Regions from separate parts of the Salmo salar genome. Here region 2 is linked to region 1. A link is a contact called in public Hi-C data. All regions are on one chromosome and are shown on one strand. Each heading gives the region's core, a stretch centred on a gene start, on an enhancer-like site or on the middle of the called end of the contact. The rest is flanking DNA. Distances are from core to core; before and after follow the strand shown. Region 1 holds the start of LOC106603552 (nuclear receptor-interacting protein 1). Region 2 overlaps LOC106603552 (nuclear receptor-interacting protein 1).

Region 1 (7,649 bases), core at 4,309-6,808:
GATGGGCGATTCCCGATATATACTGTATCTTTATATTTTTATGTTGTCACGGATCCCCCCAGTACTGCTGCTCATTCTGTTCACCAGTTCCGGAGGTCTACATCACCAGCTTTCTAGGCTTCAGTGAATGGTATTCATTATCATCAACCCCGGACTGTCTTGTCTGATTACACACACCTGGTTCCCATTTCCCCTGATTAGTATGTTATATATGTGCCCTCTGTTCCCTCGGTCTTTATCGGTTATTGTTCCCATGTCCGTTGGTCGTGTGAGCACCTATGCGTTGGTGCAGCTGTTATGCTGCGTTCTTTATATATTGTGTATTACGGGTATCGTCCCTTGTCGTTCAACGAGGTTTCCCCTCACATTTTTGTTTGGGTACAGCCCAGTGTTCTTGTATACGTGTTTGTTTTGGGTGTATTAAAAACCCATATTGTTTATTCCTGCGCCTGTCTCCAAATCCTTTATACCAGCGTCACATATGTTTTCTCTAAATAAGCTTTCTTGTACAATTAAAGGTCAAATACACTGCATTTCAAACAGCAGCAATAATCTAATGAATTCAGGGCTTGTGAAATTATACCTAGGCTAAATATAAGCCTTCCACAACCATAAGACCCAGTAATAATGTAGTTATTTTATCAAAATAGTTTAACCTGCTTGTTTTGCAATAATCAATGATCTGGCTTTCAAGTCTGTCTATGAAAATGCCATTTTTGTTATTTAACCAGAGCCATGCATAATGCACATTCACTAATAATGACTAACTTCTTGTAGCAGCATTATAGAAAATGAACACCGGTCACATAAACAATTTCTCAAGCACAAGCCCATGTGCTAGTGAGTAGCCAGCTTATCTTTACATTTCAAGTTTAGCCAACTTGGATATTTTTGTTAGCTAACAAGGTATCACAGTTTAATTGTTATGAACACACCCTTCTGTCTGTCGCTAACTGTTGGAACACTATGCTAGCCTGTCCACTTTATTCAGATGTTGAAATCAAGTGGCCTACCTTATTTCTCAAAATGAGAACAAATTGCCAATTCCTTATATTATTGTGTTTTATGCACATTGCACATTTATAAAACACAGACTAGACAGCTGGTACATCAGTCTTTGGCTAAAATGCTGCGAGCGGTACGTGGTACCACACACGACAAACTGAGAATTAATTTTCCAGAATCAATGTTTATTGATACTCCTGTTTTAGTAGTGTCTGCTCTGCTCGCAATTTGAGTAGTTGAGACATAAAACGGTATCGTTAGAAAGGTTAACTTCTCTATTACAGTAAAATAACGTCTCAATGTGTTTCGGTGTCCATATGACCAATTATGTTGGACAAAACCTCAAATGACAATAGCGGGTTGAAACCACTTGTCAGAGCTCTCATCTTTGTAGTTGTGAGTGGCAGGGAGAGGGGCTTGGTGTGTGTGAGTAAATTGCAAGGTGCATACAGCACAGAAGGAGTGAAGGAGACGAGACCAAAAAGACAACATGAGAACAAGTGGACATAAACAGTCATAAAAACTCAAAACAAATTTTGTGCTAAAACATACATTCGAATTAATCAAATTAATTTGATATATCGTTACTTTGGTGTTCTTGGGCACAGGAACTATGGTCGTCTGATTGAAACATGTAGGTATTACAGACTGGGTCAGGGAGAGGTTGAAAATGTCAGTGAAGGCACATGCCAGCTGGTCAGCGCATGCTCTGAGTATGCGTCCTGGTAATCCATTTGGCCCCGGGGCCTTGTGAATGTTAACCTGTTTAAAGATCTTACTCACATCGGCTATGGAGAGAAAAATCACACAGTCGTCCAGAACAGTTGGTGCTCTCATGCATGGTTCTGTTTTGCCTTCCTCGAAGCGAGCCTAGAAGGCATTTGGCTCATTTGGTAGGCTCGCGTCGGAGGGCAGCTCGCGGCTGGGTTTACCTTTGTAATCTGTGATAGTTTGCAAGCCCTGACACATCTAACGAGCGTAAGAGCCGACGTAGTAGGATTTGATCTTAGTCCTGTATTAACGCTTTGCCTGTTTGATGGCTCTTTGGAGGTCATAGCGGGATTTCTTATAAGCGTCTTGATTAGTGTCCCGCTCCTTGAAAGCGGCAGCTCTGGCCTTTAGCTCAGTGTGGGTGTTGTCTGTAATCCATGGCTTCTGGTTGGGTATTGTACGTAAAGTATGGTCACTGTGGGGACGACGTCGTTGATACACTTATTAATGAAGACAGTGACTGATGTGGTAAACTTCTCAAATTTATTGGATGAATCCCGGAACATATTCCAGTCTGTGCTAGCAAAACAGTCCTGTAGCTTAGCATCTGCTTCATCGGACGCCGGTCAGTGTATCTATGAAAACATTTTTACTTCAAAGAGGGAGAAGTAAAAAATTCAGAACATCTAAATTCTAGATGATTGTGAAACATCTCTGCTAGTCAGTGTTATATCATCTTTGTGTGTTTACTCTGAGCAGAGGCTAGCTTTTCTCTTTCCTGTCCTTTGTTTGTTGCACCAATAAAGTCAGTTTAACTTGTTAATGAGTAATTCTCTCCTTGTGGGATCTGGAACTGTAGAAATAGGGTGACAAAAAATTAAAATGGTTTGAAATTGATACAGTCAGTCAGTCAGTAAGATTGAATTCCAGCCAAATTTAAATAGGTTATGTTTTTTTAAATAAAAACAGTACCTCAGTATATTATATTTCCATACCCAGGCTTTTGCTAACTCAGGTACAAAGGTCAAAGTACAGCTCTATCCATTCTGTTTCTATACATGAGACCCTAACAACCATTATTTACTCATTTGAGTCCGAAGGTTACAGTATAGTGTGACTTCCAACAGTCCTGCTCCTATCCCAGTTCGCACCTGCCTGCCCTTTCAAAGCCCCTCCCTCCACTCCAAACCTTAGGAGACGTTCCGGATGAAATTGGGGAGTAGAGGTTAAAGGTCATGGGTTAATGTCTGCTGACACTCTGGCTCTCTCCCTCAGAGACAATCAGGCGTCTGAATCTAAACTCTCCTCTATTTGCACTACTGGGTTCAGGAGAACAGCCGTGGAGCACCATAGAACTTTGCACTGGGATTCATATCATTCTATGTCTCTTTTTTGTCTATTCATTGAAATATTCAGCTGGAATTAAATTGCATAAAAAACATTTGAGGGACTTGGGGGTTGATTGGATTCTTTAATTCCTGGATGAAAGAAAAAAAGATTCTGATAATAATCTGCCCCAGTAACTGCTCACTGAACCCTTGCTCATGTGTAAGGTGAATCACAGTTGAATGGCTATTTTCAAGTATTTTATGGATGAGAAATTCCACAGTTTAGACTTAGAAAACAACCAGGCTAGTTAATTGTCTAAAGCAATTTGTCTTTTTGACATTGGTAGGTTGGCTACTTTCTTCAAGTTTTAATTAATTGATGAGCAGGCAGTTTGTTAATTAGAGAAAGACTGATACAATTCTACATGAGGATACCAATTATCTTTATGTGATTTCCACATTTTTTATTTTTTTTATTTCATTTTGTATTAATCTATTATTGTTCAGCATTCTTGTATTGCTTTCTTTGGTACCACGGTTATTTTGGTAATGTCTCATGATACAACATCCAAACCTACTACTTTTGGTTATTCTGCATGACAGAGTAAGTCATCTTGGGTGTTAACAAAATTTTAACTAGTGTGTCCAGTAAAACATCAGAGTGCATTTACAAAAGGCCCTTAAACGCCTTGTTAACCAGCCCTCTTAAATGCACCATGCGTTCTCCTCTTTTCTGTCTTTTGTTGTTCGTCAGAATCGCCACACTTCTTCTAACTTCACAGTTATCCTCATGGCTGCCCTGACAGACTTTACCCTTACCACTTCCACCGTAGAATGTAACACACAAAGCATCGTGTCTGTTACCAGAGACTTTGTTTTGTGTGTGTGTGTGATCCTTTTCAGTATTACTGTGTTACATGCAGAGTTCTTAATACAGCCACAAAAACAGCCACAGGCTGTCCTTCCCTTAGGGTCAAAGGTGGAAGTTCTGTGAACCACATTTCTGTGAAAAGCTTGGGGGCAGAGGTCAGGGCAGTTCTGGTGGGGGAAGGAATAAAAGGGAGGATATTGAATCTCCATTCATGTGGCATTTGAGGTCAAAGTTCAAAGATGAAAGGTCACTTAAGTTCAGAGGTTACGAGGGTAGATACCGTAAATTGCTGAGGCCGTTTGCTCCCCCGAACCTAAAGGCTGACATCTCAGTGGTCAAGAAGAACATTCTTGATGTATGGTGCACGTTTAGTAAGACAAAATAAATAGCACAAAAGGATCTCAAAGTTAAGCCTGTTTTCATGTGTAGTATCTAGTCAGACAGTGACAATAAAAAGCCATCAATTTAGACAATACAAGGTTGATATGAGTGCCAATTTGGACTGAACTTTAGTCTCTGAGTCCTACATTAACCTCAGTTACACTGTAAAATGCTAATTAAAGGTAAGACATGCCGTGAACAATGACCTTCTAAGGTGCTATACAATTTATCGCAGTGACAAGTTGAGTGTCAGTTCTGTTTATTAAACTAACATTGAATTAAATGACTATTTAACCATTATGGCGAGGTTACATTCAGTTATGAGGCACATTATCCATTGGTTAACCTAAATGCTGTAGCTGTGTGTGTGTGTGTGTGTGTGTGTGTGTGTGTGTGTGTGTGTGTGTGTGTGTGTGTGTGTGTGTGTGTGTGTGTGTGTGTGTGTGTGTGTGTGTGTGTGTGTGTGTGTGCGCGTGTGTTTGCGTGTGTTTGCGTGTGCACCTGTGTGCGTGTATGTATGTGTCCTGTTAAAAATCTGTCTAACCAATAACATGGAATTAAAACAATAGTGAAAATCAGTGTGGTGGGAGAACTGTATTGCCCCCCTACACACCCACACTCTCACCCTCCAGGCCCCCAGTCTAAAAATAAAAAGAGTTTCTCTGGAAGAAGGGCTGTGCAGAAGAGAAGTAGGTTATGTTGTGTTTTTATTCATGACAGAAAACAGAGATGTTCCCCAGGTCCTCTGAGACATTTTGTTCAAGGCCAAATGAGATAGAAGACTGTGGGCCATCATAGTAGATACCACAGACATTATATCACAGAAAAAAAGAGCTACGGCTAAGTAATAGTGGAAATTCATAACGTACTCTACTAAACTGCCCAGACTATCAGTATAATGTAATACAACCATTAATGTAAAAGCCTGATTGTGCTAATTTTTAAAAGGCAACAAGTTTTTTGTTGTTGATTGTTACATTTTCATTCTATTTCCTTTGATCTCATCCTTGCTGTCTTTCAGAGGTTGCAAAGAGTTTGTAAGTAGTCCCAATTTATAGACAGTTCATTATTTGATAATTATGTATACAACATTAATAAACACATTATTTAAGTGTCTATAAACCATAGGCTATAAAACTGATTGTATACTACTTTTAAACACAATAAACCGCAAACGTTTTCACTAAGTCTAACGATACATTTGGAGAGGGGCAGGGATCGGTCGATAATGCCACTGCTCCTTTAAACTGCTCCTTTAAGGGTGGTGTCAGTGGCAGAGAGGAGGAGTGTCGCCTCTGCTGAGTGCTCCGGAGCAAGGGGATTCCGAGAATAAGCAATTCCGTCTGATTCGACTTCAGGTCGCAGAGCCTGATCACTTCGATCCAAACCCGAGGCATTTTGGAATAAATCATCAATTTTTCATAATTAACCCGCGTTCGAGAAATCCGACCTTTTCACCGAGACTATCCGAAGGATTTCCTCCTTTCGAATGATAATGCACCTTTTCGCTTGAGTGGGGTCCACTGTCAGCCAGTGGGGTAGACAAACCCAAGCAGGTACGTGCCGAGCTAAATGTACAGAATAGGCTGTGAAATGAACGACTCTGTAAAATCCGCGAGGGCACAAACGGGGTGTGTGTCATGGATTTAACATGTTTACAGCATGTTTTTGAGGGTTGAAGGATGTTTGTGTCTCGAGCCTTAGTCTCTGGGCTCATAGCGGTGTGAAAACGCTGCGTAAAGAAGTCGTAATAAACCAGCCAGTGCTGTGGTAATGTCGTTTCCATTTTGTTAAATGGCATCGGGGTTACATTATAGCCAGTTTGAGATTATTTCCTTGTCGACCTTAACAAAACGCATTACCGCACGTAGACATGTAATAGCTATTTGCCATAGAAAGCGCCAATGTTATGTCGCCTAAATCTAATGACTCAAATACGAATCATGTAGCTTGTTCGTGCTGGCTACTTTGCTATTCCGTATTTTTCTCACATTGTTACATTGTCCATTCATTGTTGTGACACTGTTCATTTGTTGTTATAGTGTTTGTTGTTACAATTGTTGCACTGTCCTCGCTGTAGTCTAGCCTACGTGTAAAAATTATAGCCTACAAAATGATAGGCCACGAATACATATGTTCTGTTTAACCTGCATTACAATGCTGCATAGGACTAGTACTAAATGAAAGGCGCATAGCCACTGCCTACTAATACAGATAATGAATATTATTTCTATGAGCATTAGTAAATAGACCCGGTATTGATATTATGACTGTCAACATCAATTTGGCTCTTTCGTAGTCTGCTCCAATGTAGCCAAATTAGTAATCATTTCAGAGTTTTGATTGGTGTAGTTTAACGTTATAAATGCATTATAATGCTTCATAGTTAAAACTGGATGCTGATGATTTTCAATTAATCTGTTGTGCTTCCTTGTTCCTTGTCAAAGGTGACAAAATGTTTGGCATTGCACGCCTCAAATGTTCATTCATCATTGGCACAGTGTCTGGAATAATGTAGGCCTACCGTAGTTTTTTAGTCACTTCATTTTTTGAGTTTTCAATATTCAGTTCATATACCAGATTTTAAATTAGCATTGTGGATTTCTACACAGAAAGTACTGGTGACATTGTATTACTACTACATTATTATTATTATTATTATTATTGTTGTTGATTATTATTATTATTATTATTATTATTATTATTATTATTATCTACATCTTATATATTCTTTAGTTTGCTATGGTTTAATTCAATATCTTAGCAGTAGGCTACTGACAATTGACAGGTAGAATGGATTTGAACTATTCCACTGTTTGGAGTAGTCATCACCAGATGCCCTGTAGCTGCATTTGACCATTAACCTAATGTAGCAGGCATGAAAGAAACGCCTGAAACTAGATCCCCTACATACTGGTCTTGATGAGAAAAAAATGTCAGGGAACATTCTCTTCTGCACTGTTCAACCAATCCAGCAAATGTGGAGGAGGAGTTAATATGGAGTGCCGCCTTGTTAACTTCCAAATGCGGAAGTCCTGTCACAGGCTCTCTTTCCATTTCCCCTGAAAACCGGAACATCCGATTGTTGGGGACTCTGCAGAGGCTATTTGACCATGGGATCGGTGGAGAGGCAAAAAGTCAGGGGTTGAAGATTAGCCAGCGGAGTCACAGGAGAGAGAGAGAGGGCATGACCTCACTGTTATTTCAGGTGTGCTTAGCCACCCTGGCAAAACTTCCCCCCCAACAACAAACCTGTTTACTTTTCATCATTTGGAACACATCAACACATTCAATTGTGTACTAGGCCTACTTTTACAGCAAACCGGGGTGGATTAGCCAAATATAGGCCTGAG
Region 2 (7,722 bases), core at 2,891-5,390, 65 kb after region 1:
CGGCAACGGCGGTCAGTTGCCTGAGTGTCAGTGTCTTGCCCTCCTGACCATGGCACAGCCACAATGTGACAGGTGCACCGGATCCACACACACACATACACACAGACACACACACATTTGGCAGATCAACCGAGCCATATTCTGTCTCTTCTCTGTGGAGGCCAATGTCAGTACTGAGGGAACATGTGCTGCCGTTGTACATAATAACCAGGCTCATGTCAAGTCAATGCAGTTCTGGTTTTTAGAATACCTTCAGGGCTTTTTTTTAAATGTCACTGACACTAAGAATGGAAGTGCGGGGTCTATATATTGTCCAGACAGGGATCAACTGGGGCAGGAGAGGGATCTAGCTGGGCAGGTGGTGATAATGCCAGAGCTCTCTATAGGCACCAGGGCAGCCAGGACTGTACCCAGGTGGGAGAGCATTCAGTCATTATACCCTCTGTGTGTGTGTGTGGGGGGGGGGGGCACTGAGTACCCAGGTGCTGTGTGAGAACGGAGACATGATAGTGTGAGATGCTCAAGTGCAGGAGGAGTGGTAGTAGGGAGGGAGGGGGATAATCCACTGAAATGACAAACTGCATAAGAAATGATGCACAACTCTCACAGGCCCTTCACTCTTGAACGACAGCGCAGAGACATCGCCACGAGGGGTTTACGGCTTGTAGACCTGAATGTTTTCGAGGTGGTGGGCTTGAATTTCCCATTTGAATAAATTCAGACCCTAATCTACATTTGTCGTTGTCGGTTCGGTTGAAAGAAAAAAGAAATGTGTGCAGTCAAACTGAAATGTTGCTAAGTAACACGGATGGTGGACAAGGTGTTGAAATTAATGTGATGTAGTGCTGCCGTGCTGCAAATCCCTGCTTCTCATGCTGTTTCTCCTCTCTCTCTCTCTCTCTCTCTCTCTCTCTCTCTCTCTCTCTCTCTCTCTCTCTCTCTCTCTCTGTCTCTGCTCCCATAGATCCCCGTCTGAGATCAATCTCGCTGACTCCTCACTCCTCGCCGCTCACTGAATAAGCCTATACCGGGCATTCTGGGAGCATCCGGTGTTCACAGGCACACAGGAATGGCAGCGAGGGCCGGATGAGAGCCCCCAAATGGCTCCCGTCATGGCCACAGTTTCTGTGTATTAGTGGCTTTTTCCACTGTGGATAAGGGATGACTTTACATTGAGCCCATGGATTCCAGTATCTGTAAAGACTAGAACCTGCCCATGTGCATACTTACCTCTTATCAATATCTGAAAGTACAGTACCTGATGACCTAGTGGACCTTGTTATTCCCAGTAGCAGTGCTGAACCATACCAGGGGATCCTAGTATTGAACATGACTCATGGGGAGGAGCCTGGCCCTGAGACACACACGGATTCAGCTGTTCTAACTTATCTGGAAGGTTTACTGATGCATCCCGTGGCGTCTGGGCCTGGGGCCACGGCAACCCGGAGATCAGAGGCTGCCCGAGGGCACGGCAACCAGGTGGAGCAGGTCAACAAGATGGCCCGGCCCTTCCAGCTGCCCAGCCACGGCCCCGCCATCGTCACTGTTCAGAAGGCCGGGAACGGCCCTGCCCTGCACCATGGGGTCTCCCAGAACCTGAAGAAGGCCCGGCTGCTCCGCTCAGGGGCCTGGAATGAGCCTGGAGCCCAGAGGCTGAGCTCCCCCCCTGTGGAGCTGCCCAGCCAGGGGGGTGGAGGAGGCCTGCAAAATGGGGCCTTGGAGGGCTCTCCTCACGCTGGGGAGAGCACCCTGCTGGCCTCCCTGCTCCAGTCCTTCAGCTCCAGACTGCAGAATGTAGCCATGTCGCAGCAGTCCACCAAACCCCCCAGCGAGCGCTCCCCGCCCACCGAGCCCCCTCCTGCTCCAGACAAGGAGCGGCTCCCCTGCTACGGCATGGCCTCCAGCCGCCTCAAGGGCCTGATGAGGAAGAGCAAGATGCAGAACCACAGTAGCACGCCTTACAGCCGGCAAGGACACGGCCACAGCCAGGACAGGCCCTCTGAGTCCCCCTGCTCGGTACAGAGCAGCACCCCTCCTTCTACCCCTACCGCTGCTGCTGCTTCCACTGATGCTCAGTCCTGTGCAGAACGGCTCAAGGCTGTGGCCAACCTGGTAAAGATCCGCTCCAGCCCCGCCCCCTCGCCCAAGCCCAGTGTGGCCTGCAGTCAGTTGGCCCTGCTGCTGTCCAGTGAGGCCCACCTGCAGCAGTACACTAGGGAGCATGCACTCAAGGTCCAGCACTCGGGCCACTCGGCCAGCGAGAGACTGGCCGCCATGGCAACGCAGCAGACCCAGGACAAGAGGCCGCCCAGTGTGGGAGAGGCTCCGCCCACCAGCACCAGCACCACCACCGTTGCCCCAGACGCGCTAAGCTCCTTAACTGCCCAAAACAGGACAGCGACAACAACACTCCCCCGACTGGCACTAAACTCCAGCTCAAGGCAGCGGAGCCCCTCCTCCCTGCTGCCAGCCCACAGTTCACCCTGCCCCACCCCTCTTCCTCTGCCCCTCACCCCCCACACCGACACCCAGACCCAACCCCAAACCCCCACTACTGAGAAACGTGGCTTTGACTCGCGCCCCGCCAGGCCCCCCCAGACCTGCAGCAGCCTGCTCCTGCTGCTCCTCAACAACCACAACAACCAGAAGCAGCTGACTAAGAACGGGCACCTGGAGGACGACTGTGGGGTCCTGCCCCCTAGCCGCGGCTCCTCAGTCACCTCCGACAGCGAGTGCTCCGTCCAGGAGAAGAGCCTGGCCAAGAGAGAGGAGAGCTGCAGCGACGCAGAGAGCTCCTACTCCAGCTGTTCTCCCATTGACCTCTCTATGAGGAGCAGGGCCAGCACCAGAGCCCCAGAGACCAGGCCTAAAGCCACCTCCCCCTCCACCTCTGCTTCCTACTCTTCCTCTTCTACTGCTTTCTCCTCCAGCTCTTCTTCTGCTATCTTCTCCTCTGCCCCTACTGTCTTCTCTTCCTCCACTGCTTTCTCTTCCTCCTCTACCGTTCTCTCCTCTTCCTCCACTGCTTTCTCTTCCTCCTCTTCCTCCTCCTTAGACAAACTCACTGAGTCCCTACTAAACAAGTGGAAGCCAGATCCCTCCGGTCCGAAGGTCCCCCAGGTTAAGAAGGAGATTGAAATGAGCCCAGACCTTAAGTCCCACCCCAGGGTCACTCTCATGCAGCTCCTTCTGGAGCGCAAGAATAACGACAAGGTAAACAAAATTGTGGTTAATCCAGATTTGCAGCATGATGCAACCCTGTCCAGTCTGTCACGGGGCCCACTTAAATCACTGGCCCCCTGGGAGGAAGTAAGGACACAGAGCCCTCTGGACAGATCAGGCCTTCCATTGTACTCTCTCAGCCGAGACCCCAGCAGCACCCCATCCCCCTACCCCTCTCCCCATGTCCAGTCCAGCCCTCTGGATCTATGTAAGTCTAAACCCTTCCCTGCTGAGAAAGCTGCAGATGAGCCGGCGTTCAGCGCCAGTAAACTGTTACAGAACCTGGCCCAGTGCGGCACTGCCTCGCCCTCCCCACCCATGGTTCCCAGCAAAGTACCCAGACGGGAGCTGGAGGTGGGTGGTGGCAGGCCTCTGGCTCTGCTGGAGAGGCTCAATGCCCCCATCCAGAGGAACACAACAACTACCCCCCTCTCAGAGAGGCCCTCGGGCAGCGGCACACCGTCGTTCGGTCGCCGGGGGGAGGTGTCACCCACCTCGTCCCAGATCGAGAACCTTTTGGAGCGTCGCACAGTACTGCAGCTCCTGCTGGGAGCGAGCTCCTCCTCTGCCTCCTCCGTGGCCTCAGCCACCCACAGAGACAGAGACAGGTCTGGTGGGAGGTGCAGTGTGGAGACGGCAGCGGGGAGCTGCTATGAGAAGCCCCCTGGCACTGTCATCTGTGACAGATCCAAGGGGCCCTCGGCAGCAGAATTCAAGGTTAAAACTGAACCGGGGGAAGAGGTCCTAGGCCTGTTGTCCTCTACAGTGTGTCAGGATGTGACGAGCAGAAAGAGACGGGGAGGAGGGGGAGGAGGGTATGACGACAGGCACAGCCCGCTCTCTGAACCCCAGCAGGACCTAAAAAAAGAGCCCCGGCCCACAGAGGTCATTGCTAAATATGGCCTCCTCAGCCAGCTCCTAAAACAGCAGAGCGCTACCTACTACACCAGCCCTACACAGCCACACACAGATCGCCGGCCCAGCCCTGTCCCTGTGAAGGAGGAGCAGAGAGACTACCACCACCAGGGGCCCAGCCCTAAAAAGAGACGGCTCTGCTCAGAGCTGGCTATGAGCCTGAACAATGGCAGCCCTCAGAGGGCCGTGGTGGACATTGGAAGCAGCCACAGCAGCCTGGTCCATAGCCAGATACAGGAGGAGCCTGATTACCACAGGGGCCTCAGGAGCCCTAATGAGGAGGAGGCCCCAGCCAGGAGCCTCAGCAGTGAAGCTCTTCTCCCTAGGGAGAGCCGGGGCTTCAACGTGCTCAAACAACTGCTCCTGTCTGACAATTGTCTGAAGGAGCTGTCCCAGCCCCGGGGAGTCCCTAGCCCCTCTGTCCCCTCTGTGCTGCAGACCAACGGTAAAGCCAACGGGAGCGTCCTCAACCTCAATCAGTCAGGCTACAATCAACACGACCTCCTCAACCTGCCTACCCTGCCCTGGCACCACCCCCATAGCTCCCTCAACTCAGGGCCACCCAGCCACCTCAGACCCCTGCCCACCCCCCAGACAGGGGACATCAGTCAACGCTCCCCCTGGGGGCGACACACAGCCCCCCCACCCCGTCAGGACTCGCCCAAACGGTACCCCACCCCGGTGAAACGGGAGCCGGAGAGCCCGGTGCAGTGGGCAGGTCGAGACCAGGCGGAGGAGGGCTGTGACTTGAGCCCAGACTCCCCCCGGCTCACCCGCTCCAACCCCATCCTGTACTACATGCTGCAAAAGGGTAGCGCTCAGCTGAGGAGGGAGGGGAGGGACCAGGCGGAGGGGACCCAGGGGTCAGGGCCAGGGGGAGTGAAGGTGAAGGAGGAGCCAGGTAATGATGGCCATGATGCCTATGAACACAAACTGAGCTCTGCCACCACCCAGCACTCCTCCCTGTCCCCTCCCTACAATAACGACAAGCACAGCCACAAAAACGACAGGCTGAGCGACTCATCTGACAAATGGTAGTTTTAATGACTTTCATTAACTAAAACATAAAAAATTGCCAAATTCATTTGTAGTTAGATGAGAAGAAATAACAACAAGGAATGCAAGAGTGAGGATTTTGAATGAAAAGAACCGAGCAAATGAATTCAAGGCATTCTTTTCATTACTGTATCATAATTATCGATGGCTCGGTTTACGGAATGGGTGGTACGATATAGCTCTACTTCAACAGATTGTCAAATCACTTGCACCAAAATTAGGTAATTGTCAAATTTGAACATGCCCACTGGTGATTTCCATACAGTATGTATTTCACATTCTTAAATGAATGAAGAAAGCACCTTTCAAAGAAGTTGTCTGGTTTTACTCCAATGATTTGTGTCTGTATTGCACACATATCACTATTCGGTGTCCTCTTTGTTGGCACCTGTAAAACATTGATCAAGAACATTTCCAGCTACCTTTATTATTGATGACTCCAAAAATCACTGCATCTTTATTTATTTTCCCAACAGGAAGTTTTCAGATCGACAGAGAGCATACATTTTTGATCAAACCCTAAATATAGTCATACCAGGGCAAGCACAGCAGTACATTAAAACATACACGATAGAGACATGTTTAAAGGAACATCCTGTGAACAATGTTCATAATCAAATCTACTAAAGGTACCTACAGTTCAGTTCTGTTAGAGGGCTCTGTATTGGTTGCTCCTGCACCGTCTCCTCAAGACTGATTTCATTCTATGATCATCAGTGAGTCGACTATGTCGACTGACAGACAGGGCTCATGTGGTCACAACGCATTGCATTTTGCTTTGATATGTAATGAACTTGTTGGGGCTACGTTTTGACAGTGCAGATGCGGGGTGACGTCTTAATAGATGGTAATACAACTGGTAATACAGCTATTACCGAATAGTAGTAGTAGAGGTTATTTAAAAACCTTTGACGAGCCTACCTGTGGGACAGTGAGTTGTGGGTGGCAGTAGTAGTTGTATACCAGTGGAGGCTGCTAAGGGGAAGACGGCTCATAGTAATGGCTGGAAAGGCGCAAAAGGAATGGGATCAAACACATGGAAACCATGTGTTTGATGTTGTTGATGCCTTTCCACATATTCCTCTCCAGCCATTACCACGTGCCCGTCCTCCCCAATTAAGGTGCCACCAACCTCCTGTGTTGTATACAGGTTCTGGGCAACAGTTAAAATACTGCAGCATCTGCATAACTATTAGTTCCAAATGAGTTCAAAATGAATGGTTTTGAAATATAAATGCATATTCTGAAATTTAAAAAATGCAGTCTAATTTGATATTGTACCCCTGAGTTTGCACTGTCAAAGTTGAGCTGTTGGTGTCCTTAAAAATAATATGTTTATGGCATGTAATGAAAAAATGTCAGTGTTGTTATCCATTGAGAATTTGACAGTTTGTAAAGCTTATCTTGTGTTTCTTGATTCTCGTGCTTTATAGACACCTTTTACTTTCTTGGCGGTTTCTTAGCTCATATTAAAATGTCAAAAGAATTGCATGGAAATAAAGAGGAAACCACAGGTACATTTTAAAGCAGCTGGATATGACGTGAACCTGTCACCCAATAATCATTGAGACATTGTTGGTGTCTTGAGGGCTTATCTGATCTCTAGCTCGTTATTTGGATTGTACTGTATTTGATCAGTTTCTGGTTTCAGTTTCCCACACTGCTGTCATCCATTTAGTCTTACATGTGATCTTTTTTAATACATATACATATGAAGTACATATTCAGTACGTTTCTTCTATTATTAATAGATTTTCACAATGGTTAAATATATTTGTGTAAATAGTACTTTCATTATGAAAGATAACTATTTTGTATTGGTGAAGAAAAATATATTACCCTAGTTTTTAATGCCCGGAAAAATGTAAATATGAATTCTATGCGTAATAGTGTACATACATACAAATGACAGAGGATGCTATGCCCATTTTTTGGTTGGTTTGTTCTTTGCATGTGTCTCTATGTGGTAAAATGATAATCTATCCTGCGCTGTGTTGTGTAATAGTGTCTGACTCTCCTCACTGCTGCCTGTTGCATGCAGACGCATGGGAACTACCTGTGTATCCCTACTGGTGATGGGGTAAAATGTCAAGTCTTAAAATAGGTATTTTTATCACAGAGAGAGAGACGGTCATTTAGAACATGAACAGTCCCTAAATAACCACAGACTGTTGAGAAAGTGGAGAAAACGTGTGAAAATAAACGTGCATTGAATATTTTTGTGATTTTATTTTCTGTTACTGGTTGATGACAGAGCGGAGGTATGAAGTACAATCATAGACCTACTGGCATTGTGCATCTGAAACATACATTTGTAGCAAAACGAAAGTGTTTCATTTTTCCATGTGACAACCTGAAACATTATTTCATTTTTTATGTTTGCATTTTTTTGGGTGTTCATTTGCACTGATATCTCCAAAATAAAGTACTAAAATTCTTGACTGAGTTATGTTCCTGTTTCATTTATGATATTCACCTTACCTAACTATAATAACGTATTATATTACTACGGTATTTGATATGATTGAT

The links. Hi-C and Micro-C count contacts between places; a contact is called where the count stands out from the background.
Region 2: a Hi-C map of muscle shows a contact between it and region 1, with 2.0 times the contacts expected there. The contact joins the enhancer-like site here to the promoter of LOC106603552 in region 1. A contact is called at or near these places in 2 of 3 Hi-C or Micro-C datasets (gill and muscle).

The regions. Positions count from the first base shown.
Region 1 is chrssa04:53,848,029-53,855,677 of Ssal_v3.1, forward strand. It overlaps LOC106603552 (nuclear receptor-interacting protein 1), which reads left to right and starts at 5,559. Exons shown (of 2, transcript XM_014197394.2): 1 at 5,559-5,852.
Region 2 is chrssa04:53,914,436-53,922,157 of Ssal_v3.1, forward strand. LOC106603552 (nuclear receptor-interacting protein 1) reads left to right here. Exons shown (of 2, transcript XM_014197394.2): 2 at 965-7,638. The coding sequence starts at 1,330. The coding sequence ends at 5,175. Among protein-coding and RNA genes, the nearest start is that of usp25, 31 kb to the right of the region's middle. Within about 2 kb of position 4,141, at least 1 of the 13 cell types and tissues checked has an H3K27ac peak or open chromatin away from gene starts, as enhancers often do. A contact at or near this core is called in muscle, where this site is marked.